Regions from separate parts of the Mus musculus genome. Here all the other regions are linked to region 1. A link is a contact called in public HiChIP or PLAC-seq and promoter capture Hi-C data. All regions are on one chromosome and are shown on one strand. Each heading gives the region's core, a stretch centred on a gene start, on an enhancer-like site or on the middle of the called end of the contact. The rest is flanking DNA. Distances are from core to core; before and after follow the strand shown. Region 1 holds the start of Zbtb9 (zinc finger and BTB domain containing 9). Region 2 holds the start of Capn15 (calpain 15). Region 3 holds the start of Rab11fip3 (RAB11 family interacting protein 3 (class II)). Region 4 holds the start of Uhrf1bp1 (UHRF1 (ICBP90) binding protein 1). Region 5 holds the start of Decr2 (2-4-dienoyl-Coenzyme A reductase 2, peroxisomal). Region 6 holds the start of Ilrun (inflammation and lipid regulator with UBA-like and NBR1-like domains). Region 7 holds the start of Axin1 (axin 1).

Region 1 (3,392 bases), core at 440-2,939:
GCCCTCTACCCCTTCCCTCTCTTGTCTCTACTCCCATGGGGAGGGGGGAACTTACTCTAGGAAAAGCCATGTCTCTCTCCCCCAGGATGGGGGGACCTGTGTTGGAGGATGGGTGTTTGGGGGCCCCCTTACATGACTCTGTCCCCTGGGGGAGGTAGGACAGGGCTGGGCTTCCCTCTCACCCTCACCCTCACCCAGTCTCCCTCCCTCCCGCCAGCTCCATGCTTTTTCGGTGTTTTTCTGTACATAGCTCTCTGGCGGTATAGGGGAGGTAGGATGGATGGGGTTTGGGGTGGGTAGGCCATGGAAGGGGAGAAACCCCTCCCGGGTACCCCCTCTTCTCTGACTGCTGCCCCCTACCCAGCCTTGTCTCTTCACTCCTTGCGTTTGGTATTGAGAATTCTTCCCAGACTCCAGACTCGATCTTTCTTTTGTATGGACAGCTCTCCTTCGGTCTAACCCTCTACATACACCCACCCAGCCGGGGCCAAATTTATACTTATATAAAAGTTGTAAATATGTGAAATTTTATCCCATGCCCTTTCCTCTGCTTTCCCCATCAGGCCTTACCCTTGAACCTCCTCCCTCCTCTTTGGCTGTTGTAATTATCTGGGGTTTGTACTGTACATAATTGGGGAGGGGGGCTGGGAGGCGACCCCTCTGTACAGAGCTTCCTGGCTCCCTAGCCCCACCCCTCACTTCCCTCCCCACCCACCACCTTAAGAGTAGGGAGAAGATCTTCTTACTCTTTTTTTTTTTTTTTTTTTTTGCTGTTTGTTTACTCGTTCTCCTTCCTGCCCCTGCTCCCAGACTCTTGGTCCCCCACCACTGCCCCCCCTTTTCTCCCACTCCCAGGCCCATTTCCTTTTTTTTTTTTTCTTTTCTTTTCTGGAGTGTGTGGTGAAACAGAAAAATCATGTTTAATAAACGGAGATTGTTCTTTTATCACTGGGCTGACTTTTATTTATTTTTGGATTTTCAAGACAGAGAGTCTCCTTGTGTGGCTCTGGCTGGCCTGGAACTCTGTAGACCAGGGTGGCCTTGATTGAACTCAAGAGATCTGCCTGCCCCTGCCTCCAAAGTGCTGGGACTAAGTGCTGCCTCCCCCGGCGTTGGGCCGACTTTTTAGCCCGGGGTCTCCAGAACGACCTGAAGGGTGACAGGGACTACTTTTGGAAAGAACAGTCCTCTTACATTACACACTATACCACCCAGTCAGGAGAACAATATATACCGCAGGGTCTTCCTGGTGAAACTCACACTCCCGCTCTCTCTCCGCCGCAGCACTGGACTCGCTTTAGCGCCCCAAAGACTCCAAGTGCAGGGTCTGTGCAAGACCCTCTTGACTTAGGGCTTAATTGTGAGGACGCTCCTCTGCGAAATGGAGGAAAGGACCCAGGTCCTCAGCAAGCGTGCGCTCCAGACTTCAGACCCGGTTGTCCCGCGTGCACGCGGAGGGCAGCAGCACCTACCTCGCGCGGCGGGACGAGGGAAGCAAGCCTTACTGCGGAGCCCGTGGCTCCCCTCACTGCTACTCCAGAACTGAGGGAACCGCCTTCCACTTCCGCCGCCCTCCCCAAGCCCCGGCCCTCCGTCCGCACAGCCAATGAGGAGACGGCTTGTAGGCTGCCGCTCTCCCATTGGCTGCAGAACTGGTCCCGCCCTCCGTGCCTGGCCGCATTGGCGTCCGGCGGAACTGCGGTAGCTTCCGGCCGGCCAGGCGCACTGGCGGTTGAGGTGCTCCGACGCGGTCGCGCGTGCGGTGGGGGCGTGTCGGTGGGACGTCGCGGGGCCGGAGCTCACTGAGCCGGCCGGAGCGAGCACGGTGAGGAGGGGCGAGCGGTGGCGGAGGGCGACCGGAGCCGGCGAGGTGGGGCGCCATCCCTTCCCTCCTTAGCTTCCGCTGGGCCTGGAGGTGTAAACCCTGGTGTTTTGTTGGGTTTCCTGGTGGGCGGAACTAATATACAGAAGCTTGTCACCGAAGAGTTTTCAAGGGTCGGTGGCGAGCGGCTTGAGACAGGTCTCATACCCCGAACTTGTGTGACCCCAGTCTCTTTCCTCCGCAGCCTTCACCCCGTATAGAACCCTGCACTGCCCGACTCCCCGGGATTTATTTCTCTTCCCGAGGTAGCCATGGATGCTTCGACTCCTTTGCCTCCCGCATCCTCATCTCCGAGATGCAACCCAGCCCCACAGACAATCCACATTGAGTTCCCTCATCATAGCTCTTCGCTGCTGGAATCCCTGAACCGCCACAGGCTGGAGGGAAAGTTCTGTGATGTGTCCCTCCTGGTTCAGGGCAGGGAACTTAGGGCTCACAAAGCAGTGTTGGCTGCTGCCTCTCCTTACTTCCATGACAAGCTGCTTTTGGGGGATGCGCCCCGACTGACTTTACCGAATGTCATCGAGGCCGATGCGTTCGAGGGACTGCTTCAGCTCATTTATTCAGGAAGCCTCCACCTGCCGCTGGATGCCCTCCCTGCCCATCTCCTTGTAGCCAGCGGCCTTCAGATGTGGCAAGTGGTAGATCGGTGCTCAGAGATTCTTCGAGAACTAGAAACGTCTGGTGGGATTTCAGCCGGTGGAAGAGCCTCCAGCCTCACACTTATTTCCACAACATCTTCAGGAGGCTGGTGCATTCGCTCTTCCCCTTTCCAGAACCCAGTACGCTCCTCTGCTTCTACAGAGAATTCTGTTCTCCCTGAGAGCCCCGCTGGAGGGGAGGGGAGTGAACTAGAAGGAATGTTACAGATTCAGGTGAAAGTAGAGGAGGAAGAGGAGCAGGGGTCAGCAGCTCCACTCTTTCAGACTCCTCAGCCGGAGAGAGTGTCGGGAGGGGTTTCCCAAGCTTGTGGATCCCACCCATTGCCTACACCTGCTCTTCCCAGCAAGCCTTCAGAGGATGAGAGCTCAACAGTAGATCCTCCTGCCCCTCCTGTACAAGCTTCCCAAATCTTATATGTGAATCAGGAAAACGTTGAGTGTAAGGAGGAGATAGCAAGAGGCACAAAGGAAAAGACCAAAGTACTATCTGGAGAGGACTCTGAGGAGAAGGAGGAGCTGAGATACTTGCTGTCCTCAGGAGGAGGGGAATCGTCTGGGGCAGGAGATCCATCGTGGAAACCAGTGGATCTTCATGGGAATGAAATCCTGTCAGGGGATGGAGGACCTGGAGGAACAGGGCAGGCTATGCATGGGCCTGTGAAGCTAGGAGGGACACCCCCTGCAGATGGGAAGTGCTTTGCTTGCTTGTGTGGAAAACGGTTTGCAGTAAAGCCGAAACGAGACCGACACATCATGTTGACGTTCAGCCTTCGCCCTTTTGGATGTGGCATCTGTAATAAACGTTTCAAGTTGAAGCATCATCTAACAGAGCACATGAAGACCCATGC
Region 2 (3,392 bases), core at 643-3,142, 990 kb before region 1:
AAAGGCAGTGTTGATACTAAAGACCACAGGGATGGACAAAGGACTACTCTAACTTTCTTAGGCTCTTAACTTATCAGCTCATCAATAGCATGTATACTGAAGGTTTTCAGGTCACCAAAAAGGCTCATCTCAAGAGCCACCAGTGAGAATGTGGAAGGAGACCAAAAAATGCTTGTGGTTTGGAGACTTAGAACTCTGTCTATCCCTCTCCTGTCAATGGATGACGGACAGCCTCAGTTTCCACATCTGTAAAATGGGCCTTACAAGTTTTGCCTTAAGGCCTGGACAATGTACAACAGGGGCCAGGAAAGCTTGGGAGTAGACAAAGCCTGGATCCAAGGATGGGCCACAATGGAACCCTTTACCCACAGAGGACTAACCTAGGCTTCTACATAGATATGGAGTTAGGGCCACTCTCAGACACTATGGCCAGCAGAGATTTTGATAACTCCATTGCAGTTAAGTTGTACAGTTTCTGAGCCTTGGATCCAGCAGGGTTCAAGTCTTCCTCCATGGAGGTCAATGACCTGTCTACCAGTCAGACAGCTCTAGACATTCTTAGATGTTAGAAAAGAAATGGGTGCATCTCTGTGGAGCAGAAGGACCTCAAAGGAAACAGAATCTACTACCCCATGGAGGCAAGCTACTGTTCAGCAAGACACAATTGCCCTAGACTGCAGAACTGTGGTCCTGAGCGCATCCCTGACAGCTAGACTCTGGAAGCAGGGAGAAACTCAAGAGGCAAGCTCCACATCTGTGACTTGCAGTTCTCCAGACTGGGAAAGGGGAAATTGCCACTGGAGGGGTAATCTCACAGTTTCTTACTGAGTAGCAGTTCTTCCTGATTTATTGCTGAACTGCAGGGTCAGCAGCAAACACTCAGGTAGGCTCTCAGGTTCTCCTGAAACTCAGGAGGTATCTATCCTGTTTTCGAGGCTAGGTGTTTCGCGGTCCTGTTTCAGTATCTGTACTCAGGGACCCTAAGAGCCAGCCTAGCAAGGACCATCTGGCCACACAACAGGGTTCCCAAATCAGACGTGGAAGGGCCCCTTTTTCAGAAAACAAAAAGAAAATCCCGCAGCTGTCAAGGGGCTGCTCTGTAACTTTCTCGGCCTGCTGACAGGCCCGCAAAAACAGAAGTGTGGGATGAGGGGGCACACAGGACGCTTTACTCTTGCTGCCGCCCCAGGCAGCTGCAGGTTTCTGCAGACAGTGCCCCCACGACCTATACCTTCGTACAGTGGGCCAACGCTTAGCCCCGGACAAGAGGGCACTCAAGGACAGGCAGGCACCGAGGGTCGCCTGCGTCTGAGGTTCCTAGGCTGGCCTCGAGTGACCCACACCTCCGGCGCGCTTCCCCCTCCCCTTCCCGCTCACCACAAGCCAGGCTACTGCTCCCAGGACAAACATGGAGCATCCCGGCTGATGCCCTGAGGCCGAGCTCTACGAGTCCTAGGCCGTCTGGCCGGCCGCCTACCGTGGAACTCACCTTAGCGAGCCGGCGGCGCCTCCTCAGCGCTCGCGATCGGTCTAGGCGGGCGCGGCCCTAGTGCCGGCCCTCAGTCGGTTGACCCACAACTTCGACCGGAGGGCACCAAGGGCCCCTTCGCGCCAGCCGCGATGCTCCGCCGGCTTAGCGCGTTTTGGCCGCGAAGATCCGTCTCGGCCCGGCAACCTTACAAACGCCTCCGTAGCTAGCGCCCGCCGTCCCGCCCGGCCTACCCGCTACGCCTTACGCTGCTTCCGTAGCGTGGCGCCCAGCCGGGGCCCGAGGCTACAGCGCGTCAGGGGCGCACGCGGCACTGGGAACCCGGAGCCGGGACTACGGCTCCCACAGGGCAGAGCGACGCGGCTCAAGGCACGCCGGGAATTGTAGTCCATGAATGGTCCTACCCTCTACTCTTTCCCTGAGATTTCGCCCTCCCAACGTGACCGGAGACGCTCAGTTCACGGATGCAGTTGGTACTCCCAAGCTAGTTTGATGTGGCGCGCTGGATCCGGGAAGAGAACGGACTACAGCTCCCAGGATCCCCTTAAGATGGGCTTTGGGCTCCGGTAGGCGTCCACGGGGTTCGAGTGTTACTGCGCCAGGGGAGATGTCGGGAGTCTGGGTCGTGATTTTGTACAAGGTCTGAACCGGTTGTCTGCTGCGTTGGGGCAGTAGGTGGTACAGTCCAACCTAGCTGCCTTGGCTGCTTTCTACCTCTTCCAGCGACTTCTGGTTTCTTTCCCAACGGTCTGAAGCAGCAACCGTGCTGGCACTGCTCCTTCCGAGGTTACTCCATCTGAGGTCTGTGTTTACTCGAGTGCTAGATAGGCACGTCACTTTTTCTAGAGAAACACTGGCATCTGAGGCAGTCCTTTGAGTTATGTTCACAAGAGCCCCCAAGCTATTTCCCATTAGAGCCCTTTGGCTCCCCCGAATTAACTTAATTCCAGCCACTTGTCCTCTGCAACTGAAAGCTAACTAAGAATCAGGCTGCTAGCCGGGCGTTGTGGCCCACGCCTTTAATCCCAGCACTCGGGAGGCAGAGGCAGGCAGATTTCTGAGTTCGAAGCCAGTCTGGTCTACAAAGTGAGTTCCAGGACAGCCAGGGCTATACAGAGAAACCCTGTCTCAAAAAACAAAACAAACCAAACCAAAAACCAACCAAAAACCAAAAACCAAAAACAAAAAACAAAAAAAAACATAGCACATAGCAAAAGGACACCCGGCACTCTGAATGTTGTGTGAGAGATTGGGTACTATTTGCCCCCGGACCCAGAAAACCTGAGTCTGGCTCAGTAGAGACTACAGATAATGTTTCTGGGAAATCATTCATGCTCCAGAAGCTAGAAAGCTAAAGACTGGCCATTGAATTCAGGATGCTGTGGGGACACCTATGCCTGAATGGGGAAGACACCAAATTTTGGCAAGAGGAGAGGAGCAGAGGCTGTCTTCCTGAGCCCCCTGACAGTGGTGAAGTCACTGCTCATTCATCAGTAGGTGATACCCATGATCAGGAGAATGGCCAAGCTGGATCCAGGACAGTATCTCTGGTCACTACGGGTCATCACTAGTGCAATGATGTATCACTGCACTAAGTAAGATGATCACACAGCAGGTAAAGCTGGATCATCCCAGGTTGGCTGAGCCCTGATCTATGCTAGTGTAGTATGGGCCAGAAGACAGACACCCTGTTGAGTGCACAGACCACAGGACACCCTGCAGAGGTCAAGAAGGGCAGAGAGAGCTTTGCAGGGACAGAAGCCATAGATCAACCACCCTGACTCTTGAGCAGATGGGACCCAACACTATTCCTCATAGTTTTGGGGCCACAGCTACAAAGGTATAGTTGCTTAGGTATAGTTGCATAGTTGCTAAGGAGACTGAGGCAGGAGGGTCATGAGTT
Region 3 (3,392 bases), core at 530-3,029, 900 kb before region 1:
TCCGAGGGTGGCCCGGGACATGCCTGCAGCAGCTCGCCGTCGGCGAGCAAGGGCTCAAGGGGTAGGCCCCGCGTAGGGCAGCAGTCTTCCAGCTCCTCAGGCCAACTGCTCCGGACTTTGGGCTTCTCTGGCTCTTTAAATTGAAGACACGAAACTATGGGTTCCTCTCGATCCTCGGGCCAGAAGCAGGGTGCATCGGGCTCTTCCTGCCAGCACCGCTTTGTGTTCTGCTCCTCCGGCCAGAGGCACAGCACCTGGGGCTCCTCTGACCAACATCGTGATGGATCGGGCTCGTCTGGTTCATTGGCCCAGAAACACGGTGGGTTGAGAGCATCCGGCTCCTCGGATTCCTCGGGCCAACAACAGTGAAGTGCATCGGCCTCCTCTGGTTCCTTGACCAAGAGGCACGGTGCATCGGGTACCCCCTGCCACAGGTGAGAGACATCAGGCTCCTCTGGCTCCTTGGCCGAGAGGCACCCTGTGTCCGCCTCCTGAGGACAGCTGTGAGAGGCATCAGGCTCTTCTAGCTCCTTGGCCAACAAACACGGTGCCTCTGACTCCTGGGGCCAGCAGTGAAGGGCGTCAGGCTCTTCCAGCTCCTCCGTCAAGAGGCACGGTGCGTCGGATTCCTCCCACTTTTTGGCCAAGAGACAGGGCACGTCGGGCTCCTGGGGCCAGCAGCGAGGGGCGTCGGGTTCCTCCAGCTCTTTGGCTAAGTGGCACGGTGCGTCTGGTTCCTCCAGCTCCTTAGCCAAGTGACAGGATTCGTCGGGCTCCTGGGGCCAGCAGCGAGGGGAGTCGAGGTCCTCCAGTTCCTTGGCCAAGTGGCACGGTGCGTCTGGCCCTTGAAGCCAGCAGCGAAGGGCATCAGGTTCCTCCACCTCCTTGAGCAAGTGACAGAATGCGTCTGGTTCCTGGGGCCAGCAGCGAGGGGCGTCGGGTTCCTCTAGCTCCTTGGCCAAGTGGCACGGCACGTCGGGCTCCTGGGGCCAGCACCGAGGGATGTTGGGTTCCTCTAGCTCTTTGGCCAAGTAGCACGGTGTGTCGGGCTCCTGGGGCAGGCAGCGAGGGGCGTCGGGTTCCTCCAACTCCTTGGCCAAGTGGCACGGTGTGTCTGGCTCCTGGGGCCAGCAGCGAGGGGAGTCGGATTCCTCCAGCTCCTCTGCCAAGTGACAGGATTCATCGGGCTCCTGGGACGAGCAGCGAGGGGCATTGGGCTCTTTGGCCCAGCGACTAGGAGCGTGAGGCTCCTCTACCTCCTCGGGCCAGCAGATTGGCGCGTTGGGTCCCTCTGGCCACCGTTGAAGCTGGGCGTGTTCCTCGGGCTCTTCTGACCAGCCGCGAGGAGCGTCGGGCCCCACCAGCCCCATGACCCCACGCTGGGGCCCAGACGCTGGCTGGTCGTGGTCTGACAGGGAGGTCGGCTGGCACAGCTCCATGATCCGGCGCCGGCTAAACTAGGGATGATACGAAAGGCGCGGAAGGCAGACAAAGGCGCTCAGGGCGCGGCGGCGGGCGCGGGCATCCCCGCGGCGACGCGGGCGGGCGCGCGCGGGGCGCCCGGACTGCTGAGGCTGGCGCTCGGGCCCTGCTCCGCCCTCGCCCATCTTCGCACCGCACCTTAGCGGCTCCCGGCCCCGCAGCGCGGCTGGCGCGGGCCCATGGCAGCGGCACAGTCCGGATGATGTAAGGACCCAGTGGCGGGGAGTGGACGGTGGGAGACAGGCACCGGCCGGGCAGCGGAGGATGAAGCCAGAGCGCCTGAGCTTAGGAACCCAGTGAGGGACGCCGGCGCCGGCGCCGGCCCGCCCTCCGTCGCGCGTGACGTCAGCACGCCGTGTAACCTGATCACGCCCCCATGGATTGCTATAAAGGTGAGTTCGAAGAGGGCACAGCTTAGGGGCGACGGTGCTCTGCCCAATTCGAGTTTTCCGTACGATTTGCGCGAGTGGGATGAGTGAAGTGTTCTGTCGCAGGAAGAGGCGCCCGAGAATAGGTTTTGGAAAACTATTGCTGAACGGGAACAAAACATTCGCATATCCCAAAAGAAGCCGCTAGTCCCTTCTGTGTGACTCCTTCACAAACTGGTGGTACAAACCAGAATATTAATTGGCAGCAAGTAGGAGCGAAGGAGCGCTCGAATTGCCCCACCAGGTAAGGAATTATCCAAAGTCTCTCACACAAGGACAGGATCTAAGGGGCTCACACATTCATCCACAGGAGCGCACAGTAAAATAAAGAGGCACAGATGTTGTTTTACTTTGATATGTTGTTTGGTATCTTTTTGAAACAGGAACTTGTGCAGCCCACGCTACCTTTAACTCCTAATCCTGCCGCCATGGATTGTAGACTGGCCCAAACAACCCTGCTCTGAACATGTTTTTAAATTACATAAACAGCGCTTATCTCTTTATTGCTAACTAATGCCGTTATCATCATCAAAGGGTCGTGCTCAGAGATGCGGAGCAGTTGACTAAGCCAGTTGGAAGCAATGAGGTGCATCTAGTCAAGAACTAAATTTAGCCATTTAGCCAGGGGAAACTATGAACCAATTGTACACTCGTGGGCACCATGGACAAGTATGGTTTCATAAGCAGTTTTGGCAAAAGCTGAAAACTGAACTCCGTTTCCAGGTGTACAGCCAGCTAATCTACTGAGTCATCCCCAAGCAAAACTCCCAGCATATTATAGGAGACTTCCAGCAGCTGGGAAAAAGGAAGGTGATGTGCTCCCTCCCTAAAATGTAGTCCTATTTTCCTGTAAGAACTGAATGCTTTTGTGAGGAATATATATATTGAAAGAATAAAGTCCCCTCTATCTAATGCAAGGACTGGAAATTCCCTTTGACTGACAAACATTCTCACATGCAGTTCCAGTGAGTGCCAACCTTTCTATTTAGTGTGTCATGGTAAGTATCCACCTGTCCTTTGGTGTTCTCAGTCAAGATCAGTTTTCTGAGGAGCCAGGTGTTCCTGTTGTGTGCCAAAACTAAGAAAAATATTTATGACTTCCAGCATTTGTGTGCCCAAATAGAACCAGTGTGTAGAGAATGCACACCTCCTGGCTCAGACCAAGCAATGGGGCTGCAGATGAAAGGTTATAAGGAGTCAGGCGATGGGCTGGTGAGATGGCTCAGCACTAGCTGCTCTTCCAAAGGTCCTGAGTTCAAATCCCAGCAATCATATGGTAGCTCACAACCACCCATAATGAGATCTGACTCACTCTGAAGACAGCTACAGTGTACTTATGTATAGTGATAAATTAAATCTTTGGGCCGGAGCCAGCAGGGACTGAGTGAGCAGAGTTGACCAGAGCAAGCAGGGTTGACCAGAGTGAGCAGAGGTCCTAAAAATTCAACCCCAACAACCACATGAAGGCTCACAACCATCTGT
Region 4 (3,392 bases), core at 322-2,821, 880 kb after region 1:
AAATCTCAATCTGGAAACATTGCTAGTTATGAATAAAGTTTCAGAAGGAACTTACGACAGCTTGTGAAAGCTCAATGAATGTTAGTTGCAGTGACTAAAACAGTATAGCCAGGTGTGGTGTGAACAGCCACATTTTTTGGCGCTCAGGAGGCAGAGACAGGAGGATGGCTGCCACTTTGGCCACATCCTGGTCTATCTACATAGCAATCCCTGGGCCATCTAGGGCTATATCTGGATACCTTGTCTCAATCTCAACCAAGAGTAAACTTTTTTTTGGTGGTTTTTCGAGACAGGGGTTCTCTTTGTAGCCCTGGCTGTCCTGGAACTCACTTTGTAGACCAGGCTGGCCTCAAACTCAGAAATCCGCCTGCCTTTGCCTCCAGAGTGCTGGGATTAAAGGCTTGCGCCACCACGCTGGGCTCCAAGAGTAAACTTAAAAGACCTGGGGACTGGAGAGATGGCTCCCTGCTAAGTGCTGCTCTAGAGGGCTTAGGTGCAGTGCTCAGCACCCACACCAAGTGGCTCACAACTACTTGTAACTCCAGTGCCAAAGAATCTGACAGCTTCTGGTCTCTGTGGGCACATGACATTCACACTCACATAGGAATGCACAGATAAATAAAAACACTCCGTCTTTGGGGGGCGGTGCGTCTGAGTGGAGTACTTACCTCATTTGCTTGATGTAATTAATTCCTACTCCCGCCAAACTTACCAAGAAAGCAAAACCACACGAAATAGCGAGAATTAAAGACATTGGCTCTCATTTCCATTGCTCCCTTTTCAAAAGGCAGTTAAGTATATTGAGTCATGTACTAATGATCAATAGACATTTAAATTTCCTAAAGGGGGCTTTAAGCAAAGTATGTTGGTTAGGTTTGCTGTGGTTGTTCGGCGTTTTGACCTCAGCAGTTTGTCAGAATGGTGCATTGGGAAATGAGATCCTGCACTGAGCCATTGTCATGCATGGAAACAGGATTCAGCCCTTGCCCCAGTTTTGTAGCTTTGGTCAGATGGTATCTGAGTATCTCCTGGATACAGTGAAGAGTGGAAGGAGCCTCCATCTGTGTTTAATGGAGTGGCCCAAGGCTTGGCGAGCACTTTATCACGGAGGCCTTATGTATTTAGCAGCTTAATAACTGCAGATATTTTTCTTGAAACTGGAAGCATTAAAGGTTAGATTTCTTGGGTCTTTTTTTTTTTTTGTGGTTTTTCGAGACAGCGTTTCTCTGTATAGCCCTGGCTGTCATGGAACTCACTTTGTAGACCAGGCTGGCCTCGAACTCAGAAGAGACAAGGTCTCTTAATGTAACCCTGTCTTGGTAGTCCCCATGTAGACAGGGTTGGTCTCAAGGTCCTATATTTGCTTGCCTCTGGCTCTGGAGAGTTCGGAGTAAAGGCGAATGCCACCATCTACCTTCTGGAAGAGTGAGCCCCGCCTCTGAGCGTGTAAGCCCCGCCCCGCGCAGTTGCCCCGCCCCCTATGCCTCTGAGCTCCCGCCGCCCCGCCCCTCATCCCTTGCGCCTGTGCCGCCGCGCGCGTCCCCGCCCCTCGCCGTGCGCTCTCGCCACGGGGATCCCGGAGGGTGGCGTGCGGTCTGGGTTCTGCTCCGCGGGATCCTGCGGCGCCGCACGGGCGGGTGGGAACGCGGCGGAACTCCTGGCGCTGAGTTAGGGGCGACAGAGAGCCATGGCGGCCACTGTGGCTACGGCAGCCGGTGCCCGCGCCGCGGCGAGGTGAGAGGACGCCTCTTTTCCACAACTGAGGAGGCCACGGCTGCCCGTCTGCCTGCATTCCACGCGGGCCCGGGCTGCAGCATGGCCGGGATCATTAAGAAGCAGATCTTGAAGCATCTGTCCCGGTGAGAGCGCCACCCCGCGTACTCGGTCCTTTTCCGAGCCCTCCGACCTCCCTCCGGCCGCTCTGGGCGAGCGGCTCCCTGCAGGCGCGATTCAACTCTTGCGGGCCGTTGTCGGCGCTGCATTACTCCCTCGCCCGGGCCACCTTCCTCCCCACCCCCGTCGCCGCCTCCTTCCTCGGCGCGGGTCACCCAGCCCTTTCCTGGCCGTACCTTCCAGACCCGCACGGAACCTGGCAGGCCAGCCCTGGAGGCCTCTTCCCGCCTGCCGAGCCGCCCAGCGCCGGTTCATTTCTGGCTTTGCCGCTCCGTGCTGGATTACCCAGGTCCCCTTCGATTGCAGCGCCGACGCCGGCTTTCTCCTTCTGTGAGGCGAGCTCCTCCTCTTCTGTCTGACCCTGTTGCATCACTCTTGAAAAGATATAAACCCTTCACCCGAGGCTGGTCGTCCTTTCGGACCTCCCTCCTTTCTGGGTCCGCTTTCTTCTCCGTACACAGACGGATTGGAGAAAGGTCAGCGGAGGTGGGGGATAAAGTTTCAGCAGCCTTCCCTTTAAGATGCCATGGAGGTTTGTTTGACAGCCAGTGTCCACTTGTGCTTTGTGGCCTCCTGTTAAGCTGTCCTGTCGCTCTGTATTTGGGGCATGACGGGTTAGCTGGCAAGACACTTTTCAGCTATATCTGAAGGACTCCTGGTCTCTGCGTGATGATGCAGCTTGTTAGAATGGGTGGCTGCGAAAATTGGGAGCTAGCTTTGCAGTTGGTTTTCGCTGCTTATTCTAGCTTGGTGATGGTTGTTAATTTAGGTTGTCTCAGAGGCTCTAGTGATCCAGAGTTTGGCAGCACAGTGACTAGTGGTTTTCAAGAGGTGTGTGTGAGTGTTGCCAGTCAACATGGAACACCAGGGCTTGTGTGAGCCTCTGTCCCTGACGTGGTGTCCCCCGTTGCCTGGCTGACATTGGCTTATGTGATCTTAGACATTTATTAGCTAGATTCAGATACCTTGTTTGATTAACTGTTATGTGCATGACTGAAGGGCCGGCTCCTGGAGTCTGGGCACTTCCTCTTCAACGTTTATCTCTTTCAAACTAGATAGTAGTAGTAGATACGTCAAAGACTATCTAGGCTGCTGTGGTGCACACACCCCCGAGGTCCTAGCATTTGGAGGCTGAGGTAGGAGGAGTGGGGTTTTAAGGCCAGCCTACAGTAGAGTTCCCAGCCAACTTGGACCATGTGGTGAGACAGTGATAAATTAGAAGACTCCATGTGTTTTTATATTGAAAGATTTATTTAAGAGCCTCACAGAGCGCCCAGTAGGACACCGGGCATTTTGGGGGTTACAACTTGTGTGGCTAATTGTTCTTATTGGGTATGTGTGTGTTGTTTTGTGTGCGTTCAGAGAGGTGCAGAAGTGCCACAGTGTGCTAGTGGAGGTTGCAGGGCAACTCTGGGGAGTCATTGTCTAGTTCCACTTTCACAATGTGTTCTGGGGATCAAACCCAGGTCATCAGACTTGTGAGGCAAACACTTTGCCCT
Region 5 (3,392 bases), core at 545-3,044, 880 kb before region 1:
CACTGGAGTGAAGAACAGGAGCCCATTTTGAGAGGGGGAGCCACCCGGTGACAACAGTGTCTATGACCTGCTCCACAGGTTTTCATAGAAGCTACACCAGCTTATTTAATCTTCCCGACTCTGAATAGACAGGGCTTTGTTCTACTAGAAGAAACTTCATAAAGCCACCAGCTCTGAATAATAATCTACTACTTGGAGCCTCAGTCGATTCTTGTGGGACTCACGTCCAGTTGTGAAAAGCTGAGTGCTGGGGAAGACTGGAGAAGGGTTCTTCTACCTCCACCTCCACAATTCTGAGCCTCCACCAGCTTTGGTATCGAGCTGCTAATCCTCTCAATGAGGTCACAAAACCTGTGTCCAAGGGACACTCTTCTCCCACATCAGCAGCACCCCGTCAACGTACGAGGCTGTGAGGCTAGTCACACACAGTCTCAACTAATTCTAGGAGACCACAAAGGTCCTGACCTCTCCCCAAGACAGCATTCAACCACTCCCCCAAATCCACCAAGATCCAGACAAAGGGACGTAAGGTGGCAGGAAGGGTTCCGGTAGTGTGTACCTCATGAAAATCTCTGCGATCCGGAAGCCAATCCCAGAACCACCACCTGTGATAAAGGCCACTTTGTCCCTTCAAAAACAAGAAAATGTAGTCATTTTTAAATATTTATTTGTTTTACCAGTATGAGTGTTTTGCCTGTGTGCCTACAGAGAGTTGAGTCCTCGTGTGGATGCTGGGAACCAATGCTGGGTCTCCTGCAAGAACAGTAAGTGCTCTGAACTTATTCAGCCATCTCTCTAGTCCCTAAACTCTTCTTTGAAAACCATGTTTTAGCTTGATGGGGGATGCATGCCTGTAATTCCAGCCTGTGAGAAGTGGAGACAGGGGGACCAAGAATTAAAAGCCAGCCTGGTCTACAGAGAGAGTTCTAGGACAGCCAGGGCTTCACAGAGAAACCTCATCTCGAAGAGCTTTAGATAGATAGATCTCTGTTAACTCAAGCTCAAATAGATAAGCGGCCCGTGGAGAACTTTCACTCCATGAACTTCTACCCAGTTTCGCTATGAAGGAAAACATGCTCCTGCTAAACAGGTACTCAATGAATTTGCAAGACATAAATCCCCAGCCATAAAACTGCAATCTTTAAAGTCGGTTATTTTTAGGCTCCCTAGAAGTTCGGAGGTGAAGGAGTTTATTTAGCCTAAAATTTTCTGCGTAGTAAGTTACCAAGAGAGACTTGTTTTCAAAAGTGAGCAAGCGCCGGGCGTGGTGTCGCACGCCTTTAATTCCAGCACTCGGGAGGCAGAGGCAGGCGGATTTCTGAGTTCGAGGCTAGCCTGGTCTACAAAGTGACTTCCAGGACAGCCAAGGCTATACAGAGAAACCCTGTCTCTAAAACAAAACAAAACAAAGTGAGCAGCTTCCACCCTCAGTCCCTCATCCCATTCTTCCAGAACCCCAAGAAACTTCAGGTCTACGATTGCCCAGGAACGGAGTACTGAGCATCTGTCCTCTGTGATGTCACATCCAGTGGCAGATTCGTTAAACCCTGTGCCCCAAGTCTGGATCGCCCCCTGGTTCCCTGCTTTAGCTCACTGGAGAAGATCCGGGCAGAAGAGATGGTGGTATTCAGGAAGACAGTCATCCCCCTCAACGTCGGGCGGCGGCTGGGCCATGATTGCTGCGTGTCCGGGATGGCAAGGACAGTGGAACCAGGAACCAGATCTACCTTTCCAACGCAAAACGCAGCGTTCTGCAGGTTGCTCGCTCCGCCCAGAAAGATCCAGGACCAAAGTTCTGCCCCCACATCAAGCCGCCCATCAGACGGGGGTGGGACAGGGGCGCCCCACCCCAAAAAGGTGCCTGGGCCCTTCAAGCCTTCCTATCACAGACCCTCCCGCAACTCCCAGCCTCCAGCCCTTCCCACTCGACCAGGCGGACACCCCGCCCTCGGTGGCGCGCAGCCTGCTGGGACTGAGAATGGGAGGAGGCACTGATACAGAGGCCCAGAGACGCTCCAGCCAGTTAAATGCCCGGTTCCTTTCCCAGTTGGTGTCTGTGCAGCCACTTAGTCCATATACCCAAGCTGGCCGGGCTGCGTGCTATCAGCTGTGGAAGTCGGAACTCCAGATGAACACCGCTCTTGGACACTACCTCCCAGTGCAGAGAATCTGGAGCTTGCAAACCCAATAGCTCCCTCTCGTGGCTAACCCGGGTGGAAAGTCCAGAGTGAACCTCTTGCTGGCTGGCAAGAATCACTGCACTGAAACTCAGAGAACCAAGAACTGGGTTCCATTGTCTAGATGTCAAAGAGTGAAATGACTTATCAAATTAGCCACAGAAGCTGTCATGATGTACCTGCAACTGAATCAGTGACTCTGGGATCCGGGGTGAGATGTGACTTACATGTGTCAATGTGAACATAAATGGACATCAGGCCGTGGTGGTCATCATGGACAGCATCAGGTCGGGAGTGGAGGATACTCTTTTGTGCCTGGGTTGCATTGAGGGAGAGATGAGAGTAGCCCTTGGAGTGTTAGGCTCTGCTGTTCCAACTTCAGGAGACCTGATACACAATACCCACAAAGACTGGTGTGTACTCCTACTGAAGGCTCGCTCACTGGGCCTTGAAGAAGCCTCAGGTCCGGTCTATTCTTTACTGCCATCCTCAGACAAATCAGATGGGCAGGAGCTATACCAGCGCCCGCAAAAGAACCCCAATTGGATTCTCAATTTCATGGGCCCTGGATTCTTGCTTGGTTCTTGCATTTACCCAAAGTCGAGGGATCCTTCCTTTCTTTACTCAAAGCTCTAAGCTTCAGGCCTAATGTTTTATACCATGCATAAAAACACTCATTAAAGTGCTTGAGTAAAGCAATTTCCTCCACATTTGTCATGACTATGGGACATCATGGTGCATCATTGCTCTGGTGACCTATAGCTTGGCCCTGTAGTCGTGCCAATGAAATAAGTAGAATACGGTGGTAGCTGGGACTAGGGGAGTAGTAATCCAGGATCGGCATTATACACTGGCCTTAACTCCTCACCTAGGACTTTCTACTCCCCTGTAGGAGGTAGGTAAACTGAAAGCAGGATCCCATCAGGCTTGCTGTCACTGCCCATGCTGGGGGCAGGGGGACCTTTCAGTGACTCGGCTGTCCTGAGGTCACCCATGTTTCTGTGGCCAATCTCTCATCCACGGTCCCATAAGCCAGTCCAACGAACTCATGGGTTCACCAACTGGAAATGGTTGGAATTGTTACTCTAGTCTGTTATTGGTGCCCTAGAGGGGGTGAACAAGCATTTGTTCATATCTCCCAGGAAAGGTCACACAGTGCTGAGATAGCAGAACTAGTAAGTAGACCATTTCCATTTTAAGCATAAAATTTTAATG
Region 6 (3,392 bases), core at 627-3,126, 850 kb after region 1:
AGTTGGTGCTCAGAAAAGTAGCTCCATTCCCTGCATCAGATCACCTGGACCCAATATACAAGCCCAGGAGCTGGAGAGACACTCAACAGCATGTCTGAGTTCCATCTCTAGCACCCAGTACTAGCACCCCACAGCCCACATGTACCCGATGCCTCAGGCCTCCAAAAGAACCTGTACACATGCACATACTCACAATTAGGAAATAATAAAAATAAACGAAGACACAAACAGAACTCACAAGTACTTGTTTAACTCTAAAAGGCTGTGCCTCAATGCCTCCCAGTTTACCAGACACTAAAATATCAGCCCCATTCTTGTCATTTTTTTTTTAAGACCAATAGTGAAAACACTTCACCTCTGGTTCTCATCACAGATAAGCATCTTTGGAGTGGGGTGGGGGAGCACTAGGCAGGAGTAGGATAAAAATCTAAGCTTACAACCTCTTTTCAGACATTGCTCGAGGCACTGGGTGGACATGGAAATAATGGGAGTTTGTTCAAGGGATGCCAAGAGAAACAAGATTCCACACGTCAGGGCACTGAACGCTCAACACGGGGCAAAGGGCATGCACCCCCTTGCTTTTTGCTCAAATCCCGATTAGTTGCTTCACCTGAGAGCCTTTCAAAGGCCGTCTAATGGTCTCCAGTCTAATGGTTAAATTCCCGAGTGAACTTAACAATCCCTACTTGGAGACCAAGAGAAAGTATTCTTGCTTATCAAAAACAGCAAGTGCTGCTCTAAGAACCAAGACACACGTCGGTGCCTGGAGACAGCTCCACTTCAGCCTGTACAACCCAACTACAAGCCAGAACCCCTGGCCCCCAACCTATACATTTCTCAGTTTTCTGTCAACTAAGCCCATCCAATCAGTAAGCTCGTCAAAGTTCCCAAGGCCAAGCCTCTGCCCAGCACGCCAGTGTCTTCACAAAGTTCCTGCCTCCAAGATCAGCTTCCCTCCACTTTCTGAAGACTTTTCCCAGTCCTCGTCGCAGGCCTGGCGCTCCGGCGCCTCCATTAGATGTCACTTCTCCCTGGCACAACTCTTCCTTTCTCACCATACTCAGTTGATTATAATTTGTGTTCCCTCCGCCGCAAAAGTCGTTTTCGCCCTTATCTCCTCAAAGAGACACAAGATCTATTCTCAGCTCCGAGACCTCTCCCGCGCCCAGAGTTCGACCTCAGCACCTAACACACTCCCTCGAGTTTCCACACCGTTCTGTCATCCTCAGCTCCTACACTTCGCACCTATTTAAAAGGAAAACACTTCGCAACTCTCGTTTCCTGTGCTTTCTACTCCCAGAACACACGCTTTTCGCCCCAGATCGACTCCCCTGGCTTCCACCTCACCACTTCTCCCCTCTTCCCATGTTCTTCGGGCTCTGACTCCCTGCCACCTCCCGGCCTGGGCCCTGCCCTGCCCGGGAGTACTCCACGAGCGGGCTCCGGTGTTTTTGCCCTCGGGGCCGCGAGGCCGCTGCCAGCAGGATTGGCTCCGCGTGGGGCGGACTCACCAGTTGGTCATGTCCAGGAAGAAGGCGCAGCCGGCCGGGTTGAGCTGGAAGCCGAGTAGCCGCTGGAACTCGGAGATGAGCACGTCCTTGTCTGTGGTGCCCAGGCAGCTGAACTTCTGCATGAGCTCCGGATCCAAGTCCACGTCCATGCCCTCCATGGCGGGGGGCCCGGACGCACAGCTTCCACCGCCCCGACCTGCTTCTCCACGGGCGGCCGCCGCGCCCGGGCCCGAGCCCACGAAGGGCGGCCCGCTGCTGGCCGGCGCCGCGCGCACTGCTCCGAGACAGGCCCCAGGCCTCTCACCGCCTCATGGGCTGCGCGCGCCGCGCCGAGCCGCGCCGCACCGCACCGCTCGCTCCTCTCTCGCTGGCTCTGGGGCTCGCGCTCCCCCCCCTCCCACCCCCCCCAGCGCCCGCCTCCGCCGCCGCCGCTGCTGCCGCCGCGGTTCGCAGCACCGCCGCCTCCGCCTCCTCCCGGGCCGCGCCCAACGCGCACGCGCGGGGCCGCTCGGACCCCGCCCCTTCCTCTCCCGAAAGCCCGCCTTCAGTGACGTCATAACTCGGTGACGTCTCTCGCGTGACCTCACCGCGACAGAGCGGAGGGGGCAGGAAACGGGAAGCCGGAAAGAGCGGATACTGGGCGGGTCTCTGTCCTCGCCTGAGTCCCCACACTGCGTGGGAGGAGTCACGAGTCTGAGAGGTGCTTCGGAGACGAGCGACCCCACCCATGCTCAGGCTGGGAACCCGAAGTCGCCACAGGAACAGAGGCTGGGACTGGGGCAAAGGGCAAAGGGCAGCACAGAGCGGACTCTTGCTGCTCCGCTCTCAGGGGACTTAGTATTCAAACAGACATTTTCCCAAGGTCGCGGCGGTGCACGCTTAGTCTCTGGATTCTGACCTGAGTTTCTCATGACTGCCTATGTTACTATGCAACCTTAGCATTACGTTTCCAGAAAATAAAGGCAGCCTAATGCAAGCACCAGTTACAGGTCAGAGGAACCGATCCTCTGCAAAGAAAGGTCAATACCCTAGAATTTAGCAAATCTTGTTCTGTCTCTAAAATCCACGACCAAAAAAATGACTGTAGACAGTATCCAGTGTATCTACTAATGTGAGGCTCCATTTGAAGCTGAAGGATTAAGAAGCTCAGCTGTGGAGAGACTCATCTGCCCGTTCTGTCACCAAGTATTTTCTCAGTGTCACCTGTTAGATATGACTAGGTACAGGGATGGGGGTGGGTAAGAAACTGGGCAACTGGGGACTTGGCTTAAGCTGTTTCCCCGAAGGTATGAAGACCTGGGTTCCTGAGAGCAGAGATACTTCGCTCTTGCATATAAGGCCTGGCTGACAGCCAAGGGTGGCGGCACTGGGGAGGCAGGCAAATTTCTGTGTGTTTGATGCCAGCCAGAGATACTCTAGACCCTGCCTTTAAAAAATAAACCACCCCAGCACTCAAGAGGCAGAGGCGGGCTTTCTTCCTGGAGTTGCCTTTGATCTCATCCTCCTACCCCTACTTGCTGGGATAACTACTGTCACAACTACTTCTGAAAAGAGACTCAACTGAAGTCAGTGGGCCTGGGAGGAGGCTCAAAATCGCCTGGTGATTGTTATCATATCCAAATTTCAGAGCAGAACCTTGAGCAAATGCAGTTATTGCTGATAGTTTGCTCAACAGTTCAACCTGATTAAAGATTGACAAAATATGTTTACGGATGTGTTTGAATTGTGTCTATCTCATGAACAGCAGCTGTGAGATCATGAGGACCAGAGCTCAGGGTTATCAGTGTGACAGTTTGTGTATTCCTACCGTTGGCAGTGCTTCAGACACTCTCTTCTCCTTAGTCATGGTTTCTTAGGACATAAACTACCAGGTTAGCTTCA
Region 7 (3,392 bases), core at 309-2,808, 830 kb before region 1:
ACACCCCCCCCCCCCAGCACTCCTTAGCAGGCCGTTGCATTTCCTCCAGGCTTCCTGATTCCCTTCCTGTCCCTGCAGGGCAGGGGTCCCGAGGAGCTGGAGGCCCGAGGGCCCTACTCTGGTCCCAGGGCTTGGGGATACCTACCACCGTGGGCCAGCAGGAGGATGGACGTGGACTTGATCCCGAGAGCCTGGCCTGGCCGCAGCAGCAGCTCTACAGAATCAAGGCAAGCATTGGGGTCCGGGTTTGGGAGTGGGGAGGATGCCCAAGGCCAAGGCTATCTACTGCTCACTCAGTGGTCGTGATTGTTTCTTCTAATGGTATGAGGCTGAATGGTCTGGGTCAGGGGCTGCTAGAGAGTCTCCAGTGCCCAGAGGCCGGAGGACCTGAGGCTGCATTAGATGGACAGAAGTGAACATGAAACTTGTCCTGGCATTTGAGGGGGGGGGCACTATCTATACCCCAGCCCCAGACCTGAGGCTCAGTGATGAGTCTAGGAGGGGAATTTGTCAGGCTTGGTCACCCTAGTAGCTATAGTTCAAGTGGTTCCTTCTCTATACATAGCAATCCTGGTCCTCGGTACTGTGCTAAGTCCTCTTAAGGGACAGGTGGCAGGGTTAGGATCACCCCAGTCAGCTGTGGGTTTAGAGTCTGAAGCCAGTACTACTGCTTTTGCCTGTGAGCCATGAAGAAGGGACAAGGCAATGAGGGAGAACAATGTCCAGAACAAAACATGGCAGTGGCACTGGCAGCAGCAGTATAAAAGCATGTAGATGGCAAGTGCAGATGCAGCCAGTATAGGGTGGTATGGGTACCAGGAGTCCTCTGGCCAAGGTGAGGTCTGGGTGGGTGCGTACTAAGCCTAGGTCACAACTTTTTGTCTGCAAAATGGACTACCTGAGAGGTGTCAGGGGCTGATTTGACTGGTAGATGACATTCTTAAGTGCAGTAATTACTTGTGTTCACATATTTCTCCTTGGGATGTGGCTGACCGAGGGTTGAGACCTGCCAAGTAGAGAGTTGTGCATCTATGTTCCTGTGGTGGGGCAAAATGGAGTTGACTCTTTGCGCTTGCAGACTTAGCAAGAGATGCCTTGCAGACATTATAAGTGTTATGTGTGTATTTGTGTGGAGGGCGACCAGCTACCCAGAAACTCTACTCTCTCAATAGCATCTGCGATCAGATATGAGTGGTCTGCCTTCAGTGTACTGGCCTAGGGTTCAGTGATGGCTGTGGTTGTTGAGCGCGCTCAGGGCTGTTTCCCATGGCACCTTTCGGGACGAGCAGTAGTCGTTGCCCCATTGGGCATCCTCCGCGGCTACGTTTCTTTTCAGCGGCACTCCTAGTTCACGCCCCGCCTTCACCACCGCAAGACAGTGCTTGGCTCCTGAGTACGCCGCAGTCCCGCCTTTCGCTCAAGACTCTGCCCCTTACTCTTCTTGTCCTCGGACTCCCACCCGCCCCGTGTTAGAAGCTCCGCCCCACACCGTGGTTCTGCCTCTACAACGAGACCCAGCCTCCGCAGCAGTCCCGCCCCACACCACGGCCCCGCCCCCGCACTTCCGGGCGGCGCCGGCGGGGGCGCTCAGGCCTGGGCTTCAGGGCTCTGGGCTCAGGCTCCCGGCTCAGGGAAGCGCTTGCGGCCGCCGCCGCAGGAGCCTGCTGGGGTCGGGCTGGAGCCTGGTTCCAGAGAGGGCTGGTGAGAGTGAGCAGCCGGTTTTGGCGGCGCTCTGCGGCCTGCCTTGCGCCGCCTCCGGGCCACGGGTCGCCGAGCCGCCGCCGCCGCCGCGATGGGGGCCCCCCAGGGCCGCGCCCCCGCCGTGGCCCGCCCGCTGAGCCGCCGCTGAGCGCATGGGCCTCGCCGGGCCGGGAGCCAGGCCCCGGGCCGCGCCTCCACAGCCGCCGCGCGCTGGTGAGTAGTGGGAGCCGACGGGCGCGCTCCTGTGGCGCGGAGGCCTGCTGCCCGGGGCTGCGGGAGTAGGCCGCGCTAGGCCGGCGTACGCGGACCCGGAAGAGAGGGGCGCGCGGGTTGCGGGCGGGAGGCGTGCCGGAGCGCGGCCCCTGATGTGCGAGGTTGTGCCCGGCGTAGGGAGACCTGAGATCCAAGGGGACGTTGAGCGGAAGAGGTGGCAGGCTCCGCAGTATGAGTAGAGGCGTGGGGACTGCATGGTATGCTAGGTATATATGAGGAGAAGGGCTTGGGGGTGGGGGGGGCGATGTGCCAGGGACAGGACGATAGTAGGGCATGGGGAAAGCAAGGCCTGTTTGAACAGGACCAGGGACTAAGGAAAAGCAAGGATTCTAAGAATGATGTACAGGTGGGTGTGTGTCTGCCGAGTGTGGTGTACTGTTGATGGGTCTGGGACACATTTAGGATATGGGTGAGTGGGTGCTGAGAAGCTGCTGGTGCTAGACTGTGTGTGTGTCTTCCTTTGCGCTATCCCCTAGTCCCTATGAAAAAGTAAAGTAGGGACGAGTAAGAACAATCCAAGGAGGGCACTCTCTGGTGTGGTTTGGCTTGCCAGATAACCACTTGTCCTGGTGTTCATTGCCTTACTTAATAATGCTCCCCCCAAACAAAACAAATTCACCCAAAACCAAAGCCCAGAGCGAGCATTTTTAGTTGGGCATAAGGATTTTTTTCGGCTCATCTGAAGATAACTTGTAAAGAGTTCGCAATAACTGTGTACTCCTCCCCTTTACTCCAATGCGTTCCTTTACTCACAGTCCGTTTTGGAGAACATGGAGTCTGACTTTACCTGAGAGAGGCAGTACTAGCTGGTTTCAGTTTTAGAGCCCACTTCAGGGCCGAGAAAATATAGGGAGCACAGAGATTTTGTTTGATTTTTCAGCAGTATTGACTTGTCCTACATCTTTCAGAGAAACACCGTTACGACTTTATGTGATGGGGGACTGCACTAGATATGAAATGAGAGTCCTGACCTTTCAAGAATTTAATCAATGGCTCGTTAGTATGATAGTCATATTATTACTTCCACGTTCCACCTAAATCATAAGCTTGGAAGCTATACTTGAGTATAAGCAATATATACAAATACACCCAGGGCTGTGTGTTTTGACAGTGTCAAAGGGAATTTTATATATGATATCAGGTTTATATATTACCTTTATAGAGTCACTTTATAAGTCTTGGTTGCAGATTTGAGGCTGGATTTGGTGCAATGGGCTTTAGATTCTTACTGAATTATCATAGCTGCTTTATGTGTGGTATTTCTGTGTGCCTTAAGTGTTAGATGTTCTCTGTGGGAGCCCAGGGGTTATTGGAAATTGGGCTGTTTCAGTGTTAGTAATTTTGGGGAATGTTTCGTGTTCAGGTACAGGTAGCCAGGAGTGCAGGCCCCTTTTTCCTGTGATGATATCCTAGATAAG

The links. Promoter capture Hi-C pulls out the DNA fragments that hold promoters and counts their contacts. HiChIP or PLAC-seq counts read pairs in DNA pulled down with a chosen protein or histone mark.
Region 2: a contact with region 1 is called in a promoter capture Hi-C map of liver, with 2.7 times the contacts expected there. The contact joins the promoter of Capn15 here to the promoter of Zbtb9 in region 1. A contact is called at or near these places in 2 of 39 promoter capture datasets (cranial neural crest and liver).
Region 3: a contact with region 1 is called in a promoter capture Hi-C map of liver, with 2.6 times the contacts expected there. The contact joins the promoter of Rab11fip3 here to the promoter of Zbtb9 in region 1. A contact is called at or near these places in 2 of 39 promoter capture datasets (cranial neural crest and liver).
Region 4: an H3K4me3 HiChIP or PLAC-seq map of embryonic forebrain shows a contact between it and region 1, with 2.6 times the contacts expected there. The contact joins the promoter of Uhrf1bp1 here to the promoter of Zbtb9 in region 1. A contact is called at or near these places in 1 of 39 promoter capture datasets (pre-B cells) and 3 of 115 datasets of contacts at active chromatin or transcription factors (astrocytes, embryonic forebrain and memory CD8 T cells).
Region 5: a promoter capture Hi-C map of cranial neural crest shows a contact between it and region 1. The contact joins the promoter of Decr2 here to the promoter of Zbtb9 in region 1. A contact is called at or near these places in 3 of 39 promoter capture datasets (3T3-L1-derived adipocytes, the SN4741 cell line and cranial neural crest).
Region 6: a promoter capture Hi-C map of pre-B cells shows a contact between it and region 1, with 2.5 times the contacts expected there. The contact joins the promoter of Ilrun here to the promoter of Zbtb9 in region 1. A contact is called at or near these places in 2 of 39 promoter capture datasets (the 3T3-L1 cell line and pre-B cells) and 6 of 115 datasets of contacts at active chromatin or transcription factors (bone marrow-derived macrophages, embryonic forebrain, pancreatic cancer cells and 3 more).
Region 7: a FOXA1 HiChIP or PLAC-seq map of pancreatic cancer cells shows a contact between it and region 1. The contact joins the promoter of Axin1 here to the promoter of Zbtb9 in region 1. A contact is called at or near these places in 5 of 39 promoter capture datasets (the 3T3-L1 cell line, cranial neural crest, hippocampal neurons and 2 more), 1 of 484 Hi-C or Micro-C datasets (B cells), 2 of 115 datasets of contacts at active chromatin or transcription factors (large pre-B cells and pancreatic cancer cells) and 1 of 9 other capture datasets (macrophages).

The regions. Positions count from the first base shown.
Region 1 is chr17:26,971,490-26,974,881 of GRCm38.p6, forward strand. Zbtb9 (zinc finger and BTB domain containing 9) reads left to right here and starts at 1,690. Exons shown (of 2, transcript NM_001005916.2): 1 at 1,690-1,825; 2 at 2,067-3,392. The coding sequence starts at 2,134. Syngap1 (synaptic Ras GTPase activating protein 1 homolog (rat)) reads left to right here. Exons shown (of 19, transcript NM_001281491.2): 19 at 1-945.
Region 2 is chr17:25,983,982-25,987,373 of GRCm38.p6, forward strand. Capn15 (calpain 15) reads right to left here and starts at 1,893. Exons shown (of 12, transcript NM_001347334.1): 1 at 1,490-1,893. It overlaps 1700022N22Rik (RIKEN cDNA 1700022N22 gene), which reads left to right and starts at 1,849. Exons shown (of 2, transcript NR_166913.2): 1 at 1,849-2,055.
Region 3 is chr17:26,067,739-26,071,130 of GRCm38.p6, forward strand. Rab11fip3 (RAB11 family interacting protein 3 (class II)) reads right to left here and starts at 1,780. Exons shown (of 14, transcript NM_001162868.2): 1 at 1-1,780. The coding sequence starts at 1,439.
Region 4 is chr17:27,854,936-27,858,327 of GRCm38.p6, forward strand. It overlaps Uhrf1bp1 (UHRF1 (ICBP90) binding protein 1), which reads left to right and starts at 1,572. Exons shown (of 21, transcript NM_001080769.1): 1 at 1,572-1,859. The coding sequence starts at 1,816.
Region 5 is chr17:26,088,370-26,091,761 of GRCm38.p6, forward strand. Decr2 (2-4-dienoyl-Coenzyme A reductase 2, peroxisomal) reads right to left here and starts at 1,795. Exons shown (of 9, transcript NM_011933.2): 1 at 1,595-1,795; 2 at 560-628. The coding sequence starts at 1,674. It overlaps Nme4 (NME/NM23 nucleoside diphosphate kinase 4), which reads right to left. Exons shown (of 5, transcript NM_019731.1): 5 at 3,376-3,392.
Region 6 is chr17:27,818,666-27,822,057 of GRCm38.p6, forward strand. It overlaps Ilrun (inflammation and lipid regulator with UBA-like and NBR1-like domains), which reads right to left and starts at 1,877. Exons shown (of 5, transcript NM_001033279.3): 1 at 1,512-1,877. The coding sequence starts at 1,669.
Region 7 is chr17:26,137,128-26,140,519 of GRCm38.p6, forward strand. It overlaps Axin1 (axin 1), which reads left to right and starts at 1,559. Exons shown (of 11, transcript NM_009733.2): 1 at 1,559-1,914. Gm46600 (a long non-coding RNA gene) reads right to left here and starts at 1,625. Exons shown (of 3, transcript XR_001782196.2): 1 at 1,274-1,625; 2 at 146-214.